Regions from separate parts of the Zea mays genome. Here regions 1 and 2 are each linked to region 3. A link is a contact called in public Hi-C data. All regions are on one chromosome and are shown on one strand. The core of a region is the stretch at or near the end of the contact, and the rest is flanking DNA. Distances in the headings are between cores, read along the strand shown.

The links. Hi-C and Micro-C count contacts between places; a contact is called where the count stands out from the background.
Region 1: a contact with region 3 is called in a Hi-C map of ear, with 3 times the contacts expected there. The contact joins the promoter of LOC103634152 here to the promoter of LOC542451 in region 3. A contact is called at or near these places in 6 of 25 Hi-C or Micro-C datasets (bundle sheath, ear, leaf and 1 more).
Region 2: a Hi-C map of tassel shows a contact between it and region 3, with 3 times the contacts expected there. The contact joins the promoter of LOC100285835 here to the promoter of LOC542451 in region 3. A contact is called at or near these places in 2 of 25 Hi-C or Micro-C datasets (leaf mesophyll and tassel).

The regions. Positions count from the first base shown.
Region 1 is chr7:127,105,832-127,109,483 of Zm-B73-REFERENCE-NAM-5.0, forward strand. LOC103634152 (serine/threonine-protein kinase) reads right to left here and starts at 2,267. Exons shown (of 4, transcript XM_020541272.3): 1 at 1,591-2,267; 2 at 1,357-1,492; 3 at 947-1,083; 4 at 1-342. The coding sequence starts at 2,016.
Region 2 is chr7:127,038,077-127,041,878 of Zm-B73-REFERENCE-NAM-5.0, forward strand. It overlaps LOC100285835, which reads left to right and starts at 1,594. Exons shown (of 5, transcript NM_001158725.2): 1 at 1,594-2,183. The coding sequence starts at 2,052.
Region 3 is chr7:127,282,029-127,286,027 of Zm-B73-REFERENCE-NAM-5.0, forward strand. LOC542451 (cysteine protease 2) reads left to right here and starts at 1,954. Exons shown (of 8, transcript NM_001112009.2): 1 at 1,954-2,225; 2 at 2,353-2,474; 3 at 2,577-2,698; 4 at 3,617-3,690. The coding sequence starts at 2,032.

The DNA.
Region 1 (3,652 bases), core at 1,017-3,516, 180 kb before region 3:
GACGGCCGCCACCTCGGCGCCCCTGCACGAGTACTGGCACTCCAGGGCCGGGTCCATGACCTTGTACAGCCTGTCGGGGTGCTTGAGGTACGGCCTGGCCCAGTCCACCAGGCTCTGCTCCCGCGGCCGCCGCGACCGGTCCACCGACTGCCGGCCCGAGAGCAGCTCTAGAAGCACCACGCCGAAGCTGTACACGTCGCTCTTGGCGGTTAGGTGGCCCGTCAGGATGTACTCGGGCGCCGCGTACCCGTGCGTCCCCATGACACGTGTCGTCACGTGCGTCTCGTCGCCCTGTGGCCCGTCCTTGGCCAGACCGAAGTCGGACAGCTTGGTGTTGTAGTCCTGTAAGCAGAGAAGATACAGTTAGGTCGACAGAGTAGGCATGTTGGATTCATCTACGTATTAGTGGTCTATTGAGAACTGTTCACGTTTGATCGCCTGTGGGGTGCCTGTGTGGGACAGGCTGACAGTGACGGTTAGGATATTTTGGCTTGCTGAGTTGCTGTTGATGTGAGTGTAGGCTGGATAACCAGAGATTTTCTCAGGTTTGGTGTTTGGCTGTTTGCCCAGCAATAATCTTCCAAGTTCCAATCAGGTCAAGGCTTCCCATGACGTGCCAGCAAAAGTGTGCGTGGTTCAGAAACGTGTGACGCTGCAGGATGTGGTACTGAATGGCCACTTGGGTGACTCGCGTGGTCAAAAGGTTCAAAATTAATACAGTATTTTTTATAAGATTTCTGCTGGTAAATTGAATTCATGCAATTGTGGGACCTGGGCCCCAGGTTTGTCATCCTCTTTTGTTGGTAGTTACCGTTTGCAAGTGAGCTTGCATTTCGGAACCGCGTCCTTTTGTGGGCGAGTGCCTAGCAGTGTGCTGTGACGGGAAGTGCTTGCCTGACGCAAGTAGAAAGGGAAACTATATATATATAGCTATGAGCTCGCTTACCGAGTCGAGCAGGATGTTGGAGGCCTTGAAGTCGCGGTAGATCACCTGCGGGTCAGCGTCGTGGAGGAAGGCGAGGCCCTTGGCCGCGCCGACGGCGATCTTCATCCTCGTCATCCATGGGAGGGCGCCGTTGGTACCTGCAGCGACAAGGACGTTTCATGTGAGTATTTACTTCCTCCCCGGCATTGACCAAGGCTTGTGCATGTGTAGGCATGCGACCTGGCAGCGTATACAGCATCTACTAGGCAAAAAAATATTTTGCTCCTCCAGAAGGCACATTACAGAGCTCACCTAGTCCTACGACTTTAAACAGAAGCAACGGAAACCGGAGGCTTTGCTTGTTGGGCTCAAAAAAAAAATCGACCAAGCTAGCACGCGAGGCGACCAGAAGCAGGAAAAAAAGAGCTCACTTTTGAACAGGTGGTTCTCCAGGCTCCCGAAGCTCATGAACTCGTACACCAGCATCCGGTGCTCGGCCTCGTAGCAGTAGCCGATGAGCTTCACCAGGTTCTTGTGCCTCAGTTGCCCGAGGAAGAACACCTCAGCCTGCGAGAGCAAACAAAACGACAAAACCCCCCGCAGGTTCGGTCAGCGTCTGATCCGGTCGATCGAGCCGGTGACCGGCGTATGCATTATCCACTCACCAGCCACTCCTTGTGCCCCTGCGCGCCGCCCTCCAGGTCGAGGTACTTGACGGCGACGTCCTGCGCGCGCAGGCCCGGGCGGAGGGCCTCGCCGACGGCGCCCCTGTACACGGGGCCGAACCCGCCGCAGCCGAGGAAGTTGGCGCGGGAGAAGCTGGCCGTGGCGGAGCGCAGCTCGGCGTACGTGAAGGCGTGCAGGTTGGACCCGGACAGCGTCAGCGACAGGTCCTCGGGGGAGAGCGTCTCCGACGACGAGCCGAGGCTCGTGAGCGACATCCGCGACGACGACGACCTCGGGCTGTCCTTGCTGCTGCCGCCGCCGCAGCCGCGCCTCCGCCGCCGCCGCAGCGTCGAGCCGTCGTCCTCGACCGCCGCGCTGCCGCCCACGCAGCACAGGTAGGTCCTCCAGGACTGGGCGCCGGCCATGTCAGTCGGATCGAGAGAGGTGCGTTCGAGGAGCTCACGCGGGAGATTGAGGCTGGCCGGAGGGAAGGTCTGGGAGAGAAGAGAGAGAGAGATAGGCTTAGTTGGGGAGAAGCGCAGGTGGGCAGGCAAGCGTTTTATAAGCGCGCGCGCGCTCGCGGCTGGGGAGACGGCGATGGCATCGCGGGCGCAGCGCACCCAACCGGTGAGCGCCCGCACGGATGGCCGGCCCTGACTTGGAGGAGCGCGGCTTGTGGTTCTGGCAACGACTTTGAGCGCGCGGCAAAACCAAAACCGCGGGTGATGTGACCCCGCCGCAAACAGGGGACAAACACCGGGAGAGAACACCACACCTCACCACTGGACTGGACAACGCTGCATGGTGACTGGTAGCTGGGGCGCACGGCGTCACCGCTCGTAAAGTCCCCAACAGCTCCCCCAAGGCTGAAAGGGAAAACAGCAACCGGGTGACTCGGTGAGTAATGATGTGTTTGATTTGAGTAATGAGCTAGTCTATCATCTTCTTGTTTCTCACTATTTTTTGTTTGGTCTATAAAAAATATAATAAGTTGATTTATCATCACCTTATTTCTAATAGTTAGTTCTTAGTACTAATATGAGTAATGTAGTCACCCCACCAAATTTGAAGAATAAACCTATAATACACCACATCAATTTAATTAGATGAAATGATTCATCAAACTAAACACCCTATAACTGTGCAGCGTCACACCTACGAATAGTTTAGCGAGTCCATAGTAGTTAGTCCAAAGGTGTTTCATCCGATCCGGTTACTGCTGCTGGCGGCTTGCGCTAGTTTTCGTAGTAGTTAGTTAGTTACAGAGCGGTTTCGTAACTTTCGTTCGATGGCAGAGAAGAGCCGTGGATTTGTCTGCTCAGTGCTCGTCTGGGGCAAGTAAAAAAAAACGGAGGTCCGCAGGTGACGCTTAATTTGCAACTTGTGTGGAAAGGGCAAGTAAAAAAAAGCAAGCAAGGGATCGATATGGTATGGCCTAGCTAAACCCAGCCGGGGCGCGTAACGGAACTGGGCGTCGCCGCTGTTTTAGCCGGACCGTGCCATATGCCATGCATGGCCAAGTGTCAACGTCACGACGGCTTTGCAAGCTACGACGAGGACGATGATGGAGTGCTGGTCCAAAACGCTAGAGAACACGAGGTAGATTAGAGTCTAAACTCTACTAGTTCGTGTGCCGCCTAATCCTATAGCAGCAACAACTTTTTGCCTGGCGTTGGAATTGGAATGAGATTCGTGCATATCGATCTCCGCCTAATCTATCCTAGTACCTAGTACCTACCAACTGCTGCCGGAAAGTCTGCCCATGCATGGCACAGCTCTGACGTAGCCACGCGTTGTATCGTCTTCCCCTGTGGGCTGTGTGGGTGTGTGGATGGGTGTGGGTGGGTTTGCGAAACGAAACGGTGTCCTTTTTCTGCTCTCTGTCCCTGTCTGAGCAAAAGACAGGGCAAAAACTATCCCATCCTATTCCTTGGCACACGCTAGATGCATTTTTTTTGTTTTGATGAGACGCAGGCTACAGGTAGAGACGACATCGCAACATGCCCCGTATCTGAACCACCCTACAGTCCTAAACACGAGATCGGTCCTCCAGTTTATAGA
Region 2 (3,802 bases), core at 344-2,843, 240 kb before region 3:
ACTTCAACAGACCAATACTCCCACAGGGTCGCAGACTCGCAGCAGGCCTCCTGCAGCGGAGGACGAAGCGCACCGCCCGAGAGCGCATTGAAATTTCGTCCCTTTTCCTTTTTTTCTTTTTTTTTTTGAAAAAAGAGAGAGAGAGCAGTGTGCAGTAGCGGCCACGCGGTTGCGAATTTGCGATGGCTCGATCGGGCTCCGGGCGCTGTTCAGTCCCCGCGAGCCAGGCCCAGGCCCAGCCCCAGGCCAGTCCACAGCAACTGCGTCAGTGGGGCCCAGCTCCGACGTGCGCGTGGGCCGGCGAGGAGACATTCCGTACGGCCCGCGGTACGGGCGCTGCTGACAATGACACCCGGGCTCGCGAGGTCCCCCGTGCTGTTCTGCTTTCTTCCCGTTGCCAGATCAGGGAGAGTACCGCTCCGACGTGGGCACCAGCACCACCGCACTCACCCCTGTTGGGTTACCTGCGATCGGTAGAGATGTGTCAGTGTGCATTGGGAAGTTTAGGAACTGTAATAAAGGATCAAAATATCGTAAACACCGTCGCCCGAAACTCGGGACCATCTTTTCATCATGTTACTCTGACTAAGTGATCTGGTGTTAGACGAGAGATATTATAGGTTAGGTCTTCAAAAGGTTAGGGTTACTCTCTGAACTTATGAATTTTGACACACACACACAAAAAACACGTAATTTTTTTAGAATGAATCTAAATTTACGTGAAATACACATGAACATGATTTTTTTCCTACATTCCAAATATAATTGTTTTCCTACACAAGAACATAAATCTAAAATTTTTCATAGAATGTAAATCCACTTCGGAGACGAGACACTGTTTGCTTTTCCAGGACGAAAAAACATGACATCATAGCACGTATTTAGCGACACTAGTCAAAAGTCATTATAGCTAAAAGGTTGTAGTTCTGGCTACGAATCTTGAGCAACGTGTGCTCGTTTTGTAAAGGGAAATGATATTCTCATAGCTGCCACCTGCCATCAATCTCATAGGCTGGGCTGTTGCATCAGGTAGGGTCATTGCTTCTCTGCCGGAGGACACGAGCCGAGCGACCCTGTGCAGATCCAGGCCTGTTTTAGTTCAGAAATCCTCTAGGGGGTGTTTGGTTACACCCCGCTAAAATTTAGCCTCTGTCCCATCGAATGTTTAAACCTCCGTTACAGGTATTAAATGTAGTCGGATTATAAAACTAATTTATCAGCCGAAGATTAAAAGACGAGACGAATCTAGTCCAGTTGGTTGGGTCTATATTTTATACTCCTATTTAAAAGTCAAACGTTTGATGTGACACGGGCTAAACTTTAGCAGAAGCAACCAAACACTCCTAAAAAAAACTGAAGTTCAGAAACAGATCGTCGCCGCGGTCGGCGCTCGGCATGATTTTCACCGACGCCGATCATGGTTTTGCACTGTTGAGCTCATGAACGGAGGCAAACCCCACGCCGTCCGTGATCCTACTGACCCGTCCCACGCCGTCCAAGCTAAACCCCAGCCCTGTGGGCGTGGAGCCCACCCCGCAGTCAAACAAGCCCCCACCAATTAAACCCCAGCAGCCTCCTCCTCCCCGGCTCCCCCTCCTCTCTCTGCCCCCGCTCTCCCGTTTCTCTCTCTCTCTCAACCCCACGTCACGCCGTCCCCCCCTCTCTGCCATTATTGCCCGCGCAGCCATCCTCTCTCTCCCTCTCGTCGCCCCCGCTCACAGTGTGATTTATGGGGACGTCCGGCTCCTCGCTTCCTCATCCAGACCTCCCACCACCTCCTCCGCATCCTCTCGCCCTGCTTCCGTCGGGCGCGCGAACGCGAGCTTGTCCGCCACACCCGCCTCGTACGTGCGATACCCTCCACCGCCTCAGCCCGCTGTGCCCCCTGCTCGTCACCGCGATTTATACCGTACCACCATCAGCCAGCCACCACTCGCTCCTCGACATTCCGCTTCTCTAGTCCCGAACACCGGCCGGGACTCGTTAGCCGGGTGTGCGCCGGTACGGTGTGGGAGGTACTCTGCTAGCCTCCGCTAGTACATGTGAGGTCCATGGGGGAGGAGGTGGCGGTGGTGCTGGAGCCACCACGGCCCAAGTCGCCGCCGAGGTACCCGGACCTGTGCGGCCGCCGGCGGTCGCAGCTGGAGCTGCAGATGCTCAACCGCGAGATCGAATTCCTCAAGGTGAGGCATCGCCGGCAGCAGCGTTCCTTTCATAAAGTTCGACTCCCCCTTTGACTTGCCCCAATTTAATAAAACCTTCATAAAGTTCGCCACTACCAGCACCAGTAGGATCCGATTCGTCGCGTGCAGTGTGTAGAAGGGCCCAGCTCCAGCACTAGCGTGGGGAGATGCAGTAGTTTTTAATGGCAGGTTGGTGCGAAATCTGGTCGATCGTTGGAGCACACCACGCCATCTATTCCGTCTTCGTATGGGGATGAGAGCGGGAGGGCGGCGGATCGCGGCAGCGCAGTTAAACCCGAGGGCGCAGCGACAGGTTTTGCCCCAGTTGCCCTCTTCGGGCGTGCCGCGGCTGTACCTCTTGCTCTTGGGCCGTGCGCGTGCGGTTCGGTTCCTTGGGAGAATAGAGGTGACGGGGGCATGGCATGGGCAGTGGCAGTGCCATTGCCGCAGCCTGCCCCTGTCAGTGCTGCGCGTGGAGCAGCGGGTGGGCGTGTCCGCCTGCTGTTCTTGCTTCGCGGACACGCACACGGCATGGCTCGTCGGGCATCATCATGAGGGTTCGTGCAGAGGCAAACATGGTGCGGTGCACGGTGCGCCGTACCGTACCGTACCGCACTGTACATGTACTACTGCTGCTTATGGGCTGGGCTGCCACAGTTTGGGGCTTTCCATGTTCTGGACTAGATTTCCTCTTTTTTTTATCGAGGGAAACGAGCGTCTTTTTGACTGGTCAGGCGTGCTTTGGTCTTCTTTTTATCTCCTCTCTTGCAGCTTCAGTTGCTTTACTGGCTCAGCAAAGCAGGAGTCTTATTGCTAGTCAATTAGTTATCTCACCGTATTTGAGACTCAGATCCACTTTTTTTTTTATATCGGTCTGTCCGATGTCTCCGGTTCACGTAGGCCCTATTTGGCTCGTGTCCTCACCATGCAACAACATCTCGTCGTTGCTGCAAAGTGCGGCATGCTGCTCTGGTGTTTGATTAGCACCTCACATAGAGATGACAATGGGTAAATACCCATCGGATATTACTACCCTATACTCATACCAACGACAAAAAAATAACCCTATTGGGTCACTCATATAAACTGGTGGGTATGGGTCACCCATCGGGTCACCCGTACCCACAAAAATTAAACATCTATCAAAATATTATATTATACAAATGTTAAGTATATCCATCTAAATACCATTACAAAATTTCTAGCATCATTACATGTTCCATTACATGGTAATTAAATTGTCGTTAAGCCTTCTATGACATTATGGCCTAAAAGGTTGTTAAATAGTAAAAAGATGGATGACTAAAATTCCAAGTTTATGCTTGGGCTAAGTTTATATTGGGTATTTTATATCCATGGGTTAACGGGTATGGGTGAAGGTGGAACGTTCTAATACCCGTTTACCCATTGGGTGAAGATTTTTGCCCAATAACAGACCCACGGGTAGAATATTTAGCCCACGTACATACCCTAATGGAGTAAATACCCATCGGGTATCGAGTCGCGGTTACCCATTGCCATCTCTAACCTCGCAGAGATGACACAACTAGCTAGTTCATTTTTTTCCTCCGCAGCGCGTCAGTCCGTCCCCGGCTTCGGCGAGGAGCTGTGGCAACAGC
Region 3 (3,999 bases), core at 704-3,203:
TTGAAATTCACTCAATAAAGTAACTTATTTAGTTTGGAATTTGACATTCCACCACTTTCCAAAGTTCATATATTAGTCTATCTCAAATTCATGGGGTGGGGGATGGGAAATGATTTTATACAGTAGTAGAATTTGTTTCTACTCTGTAACTTACGTGACACTCTTCATCTCACTCCTCTATAGTAAAAATATAGCACATAAATATCTTCGATATCTTGCTAATAATAGTATACAAATATATTTTGTATAAAACTGAATTAGCTTAATTGATATATGCCTAAATTACTATTATTAGAATAGAATTCAATTCCAATGATCCAAACGGGGCGTAATATAAATAATACGTAACATCCAACTGACGTGTTCACCTATAGAGAATATTCCTTCTGATTCTACTTTCAGAATGATGCCGTTGCCGTGTATCGAGCAAGTACTCTCACTCGAAGTATCTTATCTCCCACATCCAGCACAAAAATCTTCTGTTCGTGGCAAATCTTGTGGCGGTTGAACGAAAGAATGCTATATAAGTAGCTATAGAGAACGTATTATGTGTAAACCAACCGTTCAGTGTAAATCGTGTGTAAATAGTCATGTTAATTTTTTGGCGGCAGATCAAGTACAAACTGTATGCCTCGGACAAACATGTACAAACCACAACACTGGCCACTAGATCTATATCCAACGTTCATAACCATCCATCCCTCTTTGCTGCACTCTGCAAACGAGCACCCCCATCTCGTAGCAACATCTTGTCTCCGACAAGCTCTCGATGTAGTGGAGGCCCTCCACCGCAATATCCTAGTGTATATATGATGTTGGAGAAGCGACTCCTAAATAATGGTGGCAAGATGTTGCTAGGTTTGTAGCCATAGCCTCAATCTAAGATCATCCCAAGCCATGCGACCTGATTCTACGAGGCCTACAACCAGGCATGACACGTCGTCTACCCACTCTTGTGCATCATCGGTCACTTGATCTGACTTGGTTCCTAACCACTTACCCTAGGTTCCAAAGCCCTAAGTTTCTCGTATATTGTTAGTCATTCTTAGTGGGAGTTTTATGTGTATTTCATTCTTGTTAAATAGCATGCCAACTAAGCAAACATGATGACATAATATGCAATCTAATAAAAAGATATATGAGTGGGTTTCATAAAAAAGGGAGAGAGTTTCATGAGGAGTGAAACTCTGAATACAGATACTGATATGACAGCTTTAAAAGTAGTGTTATGAAATCATCATTGAGAAATGGTATTAGCACTCAATCGATTTCTACGCTGTCAATTGTCATGAGCACAATTTTCACCCAAAGAGGCACACCAGCAATGTCCGCTTGTAGTGTCCGAGACGTTGCTCCATCGCCGTCGTCTTGTTTCTGTGCGCTCCATTCAATGCGGCAAGTGGCTCAATCCCAAGCGGTCGTCGCCTCCCAGCCCCAGCAGCAAAATATCTTCCCATGCGGCCATGCCTTGAAAATTGGAATAGATTCTCTAGATTCACCGCCGCGTCATCTTCACTACTTTCTCACTGGCCCAATCAGCATCTCCTTCTCCGAGCTCAATCATGCTCAGTCAAGCGTCACCAATGGCGTCACGGTTGGTTTTGTCACTGTCTGCATGCAAGGGTATACTACGAATTTTGCTTCGCAAGTGTAAATGGAAAATGGATCTAAACAACTGCACTGCACCAATTTTGGAACGCGGAACCGAGAGTCTGTTTGGGTTCGTTTGAAACGCGCTGATGTTTCTCATTTTTTTAATAGATGTAGTTACCTGATATTTAAGTTGGACGATCAAACGACTGTGTCAAGTGTGATTAACAAAAGCATCGAAAATAAAATTTAACGCCATAAAAAACAGTGGATAATAGTAGGACTTCATAATAGAAAAAATTATCAAACGGAATGGAGGGGCCCAACGCAGTATATAGCAGCCGGGTGGTGCCGGACATCCGACGCTCGTGCCAGCAGGCCATTCTTCTCGCCTTACTCCCTCACAGAACCCAGTAAAATATTGCCAGTCCCGCCGTCGAGATGGCCCCACGCCGCCTGCTCGTCCTCGCCGTCGTCGCCCTCGCGGCCACCGCCGCCGCGGCCAACTCCGGCTTCGCGGACTCGAACCCGATCCGCCCCGTCACCGACCGCGCGGCCTCCGCGCTCGAGTCCACGGTCTTCGCCGCGCTCGGCCGCACCCGCGACGCGCTCCGCTTCGCACGCTTCGCTGTGAGGTGAGCACCCAGTCACCTAATCCAGCGGCCAGCGGTCCAAACCCCGCCGCCGTGCGCCCTCCCGTTTCCATTCTCCATGATGGCCTCACGATTTCTGCGGTTATGCCGCCGCCGTCTCGCGATACAGGTACGGCAAGAGCTACGAGAGCGCGGCGGAGGTCCACAAGCGGTTCAGGATCTTCTCCGAGAGTCTCCAGCTCGTCCGCTCCACCAATCGGAAAGGCCTCTCCTACCGCCTCGGCATCAACCGTATGACCTTGACCGCCTCAGTCCTCCTCGCCCCAATCTGTAACCGTGGGCTTCAGCGCGTCCCGGATTCTCATATGTTTGTTATGTGTGGCTGGTGTACAGGCTTCGCGGACATGAGCTGGGAGGAGTTCCGTGCGACCCGGCTCGGCGCAGCCCAGAACTGCTCCGCCACGCTTACCGGCAACCACCGGATGCGCGCCGCCGCCGTTGCGCTGCCGGAGACGGTGAGTTACCAAAGCTGTTCGTCGGTCGTCACTCGTCACAGATAATCCTCTCTGTCTTGTAACGTAACGTTTTGACTCCCAAACGGGCAGGCGAGTAGGTTGTAGCCACGTTGGTACTGTGATTTCATTTGTAACGGCATGAGACGGCCCTGTGTTGGTTCAGTTTATTTAGGCTTTACCGCTTTACAGGGGGGTTCGCAGCTTGTCTGTGGGCCTGTGGCTGCAGTATTTTCTCGTTGTTTTCATGCTTTGTGGTCTCTAGCTTTTGCCTATTTGCTCTGCCGGTCCCACCATGACAAGCAATGTTTTTCAGCCACTTCCTTCCTTGGCCCCATCACATGATGAAGTTAATGGTCCCTTTCTTTGCAGTACTAATTGCAACAGTGGAACTTCTCAAATTTGGTTTATGTTTCCAACAAAACCGCAAAATTGTTTAGAGCCTCTTTGGGAGAGCTCTTTCTCAGCTCCGGCTTCCCCGGAGGAGCTCTACCAAACTATTTATAGGAAGAGCCATTTTCAGCGAAAAACAAAAGCCCTACCAAACAGTTTATAGGAAGAACCATTTTCAGTGAAATACAAAGGGGCCGTAGCTGCTTTTGAGGAGCCACAAATTAGCTTCTCCAAAACGGCTCCAGCTCCCCTCAAGGAGCCCCTCACGAGGTCTGCCAAACACCCCCTTAATTAACTAGCTGGTGCCTTGTTAGCAACCATGTATCTTTAATGATTATAGAACAGCAGTTGTGAGATACATGCTTACTAGTCCAATAGTGGTTTTCGCAGTTTTGCAAGGCGTTGCTTTACTAGTTCTGAGCCATGTGACGTGGTTACAAATTAATACTTCAACTAGTCTTGGATGCTATAGTTTTTTTGGGCATTATGATGTGAAATGTGTATGTGATGTTGGTCTGGTTACTGCAGAAAGACTGGAGGGAGGATGGGATTGTGAGCCCAGTGAAAAACCAGGGCCACTGTGGATCATGCTGGACCTTCAGGTAACTACTGAAAAATCAACATCCACTTTTTCGTTCTCTTTTTTCTTATATATATCATTCCTAGAGGAAACTGGATGGAACATATGTTATTACTGGTTTACCTTGTTCTCTAATGTACTAAAAAGTAATAATATATGAGAATCATGTCAATGATGGTTGTGTTTGGTGCATGCTTACTTTACCAGTAAAAGGTGCAGATGGGATCCGACAGGAAGTACAGATTGGAGTCTGTATCCAAATTACTTGCATCGTCTTCATGTCCTTTAAATCAATCATGGTCTTGAAAGTAATCAGGGTGGGGCACATTCA